Linked DNA regions of Sus scrofa: region 2 is linked to region 1. Evidence: chromatin contacts called from public Hi-C data. All regions are on one chromosome and are shown on one strand. Each heading gives the region's core, a stretch centred on a gene start, on an enhancer-like site or on the middle of the called end of the contact. The rest is flanking DNA. Distances are from core to core; before and after follow the strand shown.

What was found. Hi-C and Micro-C count contacts between places; a contact is called where the count stands out from the background.
Region 2: a contact with region 1 is called in a Hi-C map of liver, with 1.5 times the contacts expected there. The contact joins the promoter of KAT6A here to the enhancer-like site in region 1. A contact is called at or near these places in 2 of 5 promoter capture datasets (fetal skeletal muscle and liver), 11 of 47 Hi-C or Micro-C datasets (alveolar macrophages, blood, embryonic fibroblasts and 5 more) and 2 of 2 datasets of contacts at active chromatin or transcription factors (alveolar macrophages and skeletal muscle).

Annotation. Positions count from the first base shown.
Region 1 is chr17:11,072,910-11,075,609 of Sscrofa11.1, reverse strand. All of the region lies in intron 2 of KAT6A (histone acetyltransferase KAT6A), which reads left to right. Among named protein-coding and RNA genes, the nearest start is that of KAT6A, 36 kb to the left of the region's middle. Within about 2 kb of position 1,264, at least 50 of the 83 cell types and tissues checked have an H3K27ac peak or open chromatin away from gene starts, as enhancers often do. A contact at or near this core is called in alveolar macrophages, fetal liver, fetal skeletal muscle and 2 more, where this site is marked.
Region 2 is chr17:11,108,622-11,111,321 of Sscrofa11.1, reverse strand. It overlaps KAT6A (histone acetyltransferase KAT6A), which reads left to right and starts at 1,348. Exons shown (of 20, transcript XM_021078038.1): 1 at 1,348-1,480.

The sequences.
Region 1 (2,700 bases), core at 15-2,514:
ATGTGACAGGTTAAGTTGGTCATAGTTGGAGAACTAGGACCAGAAAACTTGCATAGCTTCCTATCAAGCTGTCTCCTTAATTAGCTGATTTTAAAATTTGAAGTGAAGGAAGTCCTAAGCACAGCTGTTGGTTGAAGCCGATATATTTTGTGTGTGTAAACTATGTCAGTGTAGACCAAGGTTATTTATAACTACTGATTTCAACACATGATATTTCCTGTTTGTTTCTTATGACACATTCTTAGGGGCAGATTGTATGCTATTTTTGGAGATATAGCGTTTTGATCTTGAAAAGGCATTTTTTGGTTTTAGACTAGAATGGATTGGTTCCTCAGGTTAAATGCATATTCAGGGTTTTTGTTTTCATGTGTTGCATCTGGTAGTAGTGACTTATATAATGTTTCATGGGGTTGGAGTATCCATTTATTGAAACTAATAGTTTTGAGTTTCTATGAGCTATGAATTCTGATCTCTACTTTTACATTCCAGTTCTAGTTTCAGTTTCAGTATTGTTTTTGTGTACACACATGCACACCAGCCCAGACAAGCATAGAGCAGTGCTAAGAACAGCAAACTTTCCCACTTATAGATAGGACTAATGTTTCTAAGATGTCTGAACTGTTCCTTAAGATTCATTTTTATTTCCTGTTGTCATTGGCAATGTGTACATTAGGTATTTATAAAGTAATGGTTATTTGACAGGAGACTTTTGCTTTTCAGCTGCGTTACTGGTTTATTTCTGTTGTAGCACATGCCTGTAGTGGGCATGGACCAGAGCAGCTCAGGTTTTTTTGTGGAATGCTTGTTGTTTCTCCACAGGGTTAGAATACCTCTCCTCCTTCCTTCTTCCAAGAACCGAAATCAATTTCAGAAGGGAGTCATTGCTTGTGAATCAAGACTTCAAGACTTTAATTACAGGCTTTCTTCCTTTTGAAGGCAGTTCCCTCTTCAGTTGATCTTTGGGTGGAGTGTGTGCCTCTGTGTGCGTGTGCGTGTGTGTGTGTGTGTGTGTGTGTGTGTGTGTGCGCTCCTGCGCTTGCATGCTTGCGCTTGCAGCATTTGGATCTGTGCAGCGGCAGCGCACTGGCTTTCTAGACATCCTTTGTATAGTAACAGCATGTGCGGTAGGACTGGCAGCCTGTAAAACAGTTTCTTCCTCTTCCCCCTCTTCTCAATCTCCCTCCCCCTCTAGATCTGGTGACATTACATAGATAAATGTGCTGGCTAGGAAAACAGCAGAAGGAGTTGAATGTCTGCCAAAAATGTGCAGCATGAAGCCAAGCTGGCTGCTCAGGCTCGCGTCCCCCATCTCTCATTGTGTGTGCAGTCTGCGTGCCCAGGGCTTTCCTTGTAGAGGATTACGTCACTGTGTTCCACCCTCATTACATCTCTTCTTTTCTTTTGAAAAGCTACTGTCCTCAGGCTTCAAACTTGTTAAACACTTAAGGCTTTATATATACTTTTATGGAGGTAGTAGTGAAGATGAAACAGATTTAAGTCTGGAAGAGACTTTAATTTGATGTAGTATTGACTTGGGTTACGTGAGTGTGCAGACACACGTGTGTTCCTGGGCAATCTTAGGGTGGTGTAGAGAAGTAAGGTTCTGGTAAATACCTGAAATTATTACATTACTTGAAAAAAATCTCTTCTTCAGGAGGAGAGATCTTCTCAAAGGACTTTGAGGACAGCTTAGAGAAGCACGGTTTTTTAGTTGTTGATCAGCATTGCAGATAGACATTTCTAAAACAGAAGTGACTTCATTTATTTATTGTGTTGGATAAAGAAGGTAGTATGAGATCTTGAAATTTGGGGTTCTTAATTTTAAGACTACTAATAAAGTTGAGTATCTTTTTTTTTTTTTTTTTTTTTTTTTTGTCTTTTTATCTTTTCTAGGGCCGCACCCGAGGCATATGGAGGTTCCCAGGCTAGGGGTCTAATTGGAGCTGTAGCTGCCTGCCTGCGCCAGAACCACAGCAATGTGGCATCCGAGTCGAGTCTGCGATCTACACCACAGCTCATGGCAACGCTGGATCCTTAATCCACTGATCGAGGCCAGGGATTGAACCCGCAACCTCAGGGTTCCTAGTTGGATTTGTTAACCACTGAGCCACGATGGGAACTCCTAAAGTTGAGTATCTTGACTGTGTAAAATGTCAGTGATTTCAGAGAAAAAAATAGCTTTTTATTCTTTTTCATAATTTAGTGAGACTTTACATCCATGTTCAAAGAAAATGGTTTTAGCTGTTAATTAAAGATTTATATAATCTTTAAAAAAAAATCTAGATGTGGTCCTCCTTTTTCATTTTAGGGAAGCATTATTTCCATAGGTTCATTTGGGTGAAAATACTATAGTATAGTATATTGCATTTGTTTCTTATCATGTGTTACACTGTATTATAATGTATTTTTAATGCGTATATTCTATTTTTACAACTAGATTGTAAGACCCAGAAGCAAGGAACTAGTTTTGTTTCTCTAGCATCTAATTCAGCATTCTTACACATAAGTGCTATGGATAATAGTATGTGAAGGTAATATTGAAGGTGAAATTGCACGAGGTGATTTTATTAGCTAACTGTCTTAGTCAGCTAAAGCTCCCATTACAGAATATCAGAGACTGGGTTGCCTAAAAAATAGGAATGTCTGGAGTTCCCTTTGTGGCTCAGTGGTTAATGAACCCTACTAGGATCCATGAGCTTG
Region 2 (2,700 bases), core at 99-2,598, 36 kb before region 1:
TGGAATCTGTACTGCTTGTACAAACACGGTGCCACTGGCGATGCAAAGAGGCATCCTAGAAGAGAACATATCTGGGAATGCATTCATCAAAGGTGCAGAAAGGCCACACAACAAGCGCCCCGCGAAGAGTGAAAACGGTCGACCTAGAGAAGTTCATAAAAGGAAGTAAACACGAAAGTTAAGGTAGTGAGTGAGGGGATGGTCTTTAAAAGTTAGGGCTGAGATAAAAGGAGGAGGTGCTGGGGAGGACCGTCTAGCAGGGGGGCACAAGGCAGATAAAAAGGACCAGTGGCAGGAAAACGCTTCCACACGAAGTCCTCACGCATTTTGCATGTCATTTACTGCCCTTCCAGTGAAGGCAGGGAAATGACTCAATCTCTGCCTCAGGAGTTTCAACTAAATGAAAGACAAAGAAACATCCATGCAGCCAGTATTGGACAGACAGGCCATGAAAGGTGCCCGTTCGTAGTTCAGCCATAAATTCTGACAAGAGCAATTCTGCGAAGGGCAGCAGCAGAAGACAGGCGACGGAATGAGACACTTCGAGGCTCCAAACTCAGATGTGTGCCACCCAACAGCTGTGTGACCTTGTGCGAGTCTCAGTCCCGAGCCTACGTGGTTCTTCACAAAAATGGCTCAACAAAAAGTCCAACAAGTCTCTCGGAGTGGGAATGAGGTCATTCTGATGAGAGGGCCCCGTAAGGTGTCCAACTTTCTGTCCTTCTCCCCTCTCATCGCACCTGCTCTTTCTCCTGCAAAGGGCTGAGGCGTGTGGGGAGAAGGAGACGGGAAGGAACGGTGAGGGCAGGCGGCCCTTCCCCGCCCTCCGCCCAGCTCCAGACCTCAGGCTCCGGGAGGCGCGGGGGGAGCGGGGCGCGGACATCGCGCTGCGGAGGGAGGCTCGGTGGCTGTAAACACGGGCGCCATCAGAGTTCAGATCCTACCGGATTTCCGCGCCGCACTGAAGCCTCCCCACCCGGGCGCTGCCCTCAGCTTCCCCAGCTGTGTAATGGGGAGACAGCAGCTTCTTCGCCCGGGTATCCGCCCGGCCGAACCTCGCAACGAGGGCGAGCTGGAGCCCCCGGCCGCAGGCCTCCAGCCCCTCCAGTCCTCCTCCCACTTTGGCTTTGGCCTTTTGTACCGGCCCCACGTGACCGGCCAGGCTGGCTCTTCCCTTCTGCCCCGCCCCGCCCTCCGGCCCTTCCCGGCTCTCGGCCCAGATCTTCCCGCTCCTCGGCCGCCCCCCTCCCGTGCGGCCCCTCCCTCCCCCTCCCCCTCGCCTCCCTCCCGGGCTGTTCCCGCGCCCTCCCCCAGGCAGCCGTTCCCTCGCGACGTTTCCCCTCCCCCCGCGGCTGTTCCGCCGCCTCGCCTCCCCTCCCCCCGGCCGGAGCTCACTGTCTCCAAGATGGCGGCCGTGTCAGTTTGGGGCATCTCCGCGGTCCGGCCCGGGGCCCCGGGAACCCGGCGCTCTCCGCCCCCGGTAAGTAGCCGAGGGGCCGCCCCCGGCCGCCCCCGGGCGTCGAGCCCGAGGCCGAGCCGCTCCGGGGCTCGCCCCGCCGCCTCGCGGGGCCGGTGGCCGCTGCAGGCCCCGCCGCGGCCTGTGCCGCCTCCCGCTGCTCTGCGCCAGGCCTCGGGCTGGGGCGCCGCGGCCGCCCCCTCGCGCCCGGCCGGCGCCCGGCTCCCGGGTCCCCCGCCCCGCGGCCCGCGCGGCGCCCGCCGCCTCCGCGAGCCGAGCCGGGGAGCTGGGAGCCGGCAGCGGGAGGGGGCGGCGGCGGCCGCCCAGGCCGCGGAGCCTCGGGCGGGCCGTGCGGCGTCCGGCTTTCCCTCGGGGCGCGCCCACCGGCCCGGCCCCTGCGCCGGCCGCCCGCCCGCCGCCCGGCCCGCGCCTCCCCACCGCCCGCGCTCCCGGCGCTCGCTCTCGGCCCGGGCGGCCGCGCGGCGCGGAGGTGACAGGCGGCCGTGTTGTGGTGCCGAGGGCGCACGTGCGGCGGTGTGTCTGCCCGGCTGTCAGCCCCAGCGCCGGGGGCGGACGGCGGGCGGCTGTCAGCGCGGACCTGCCGGGCCCGCCCGCGCGCCGCCGCCCGGGACCCGGCCTCTGTGCGGCCGAGGCTTCGGAGGAGCTGGGAGCGCAGAGGTGCCGCTCTAACTCTTTCACGTGATTTCATTGTTAACTTACTCCTCGGGTTCTGTTCCCTTCTGCTGGGAGCCGCCAGCTCCCGGTTGGCGAGCCGCGGGCTGGTGCCGCTTCAAGTTTGTAAAGTTTCTCGCTCTTTAAAAAGAGAGCGCGAATCCGTGTTTGGGGGTGGGGGATGGAGGCCGGGCCAGGACTGTCGGAAGCGAGTTGAGCTTTCTCTTCAGCCGCCGGTGTACTTTCCGAGAGTTAAAGTTCAAGTCTGCAGGCGCTTTACTTTTGCAGACCTGGAGATGCGTTCGGAGCCCGGCCGGAGAGACAATGAGTGATTGTCATTCATTCTCTTGCCTGTGAGCTTCATCAGTTAGGACGGGCCCTGCTTCTTCAACTCGGCCGAAGCTGCTCATTTAGTTCAGCGTTACTGTCTCCATAATGAACTTTTTTGGAGGAGTAATACTATGATTTCTGACCTCTCGAAACTCTCACCAAAATGAAGCCTAGTGTTCTCAGGGGGCTTCTTTTCAGTCAGTTAATTTAAAAAAGTCTGGGCTCGGGTTTGAATGTTTACC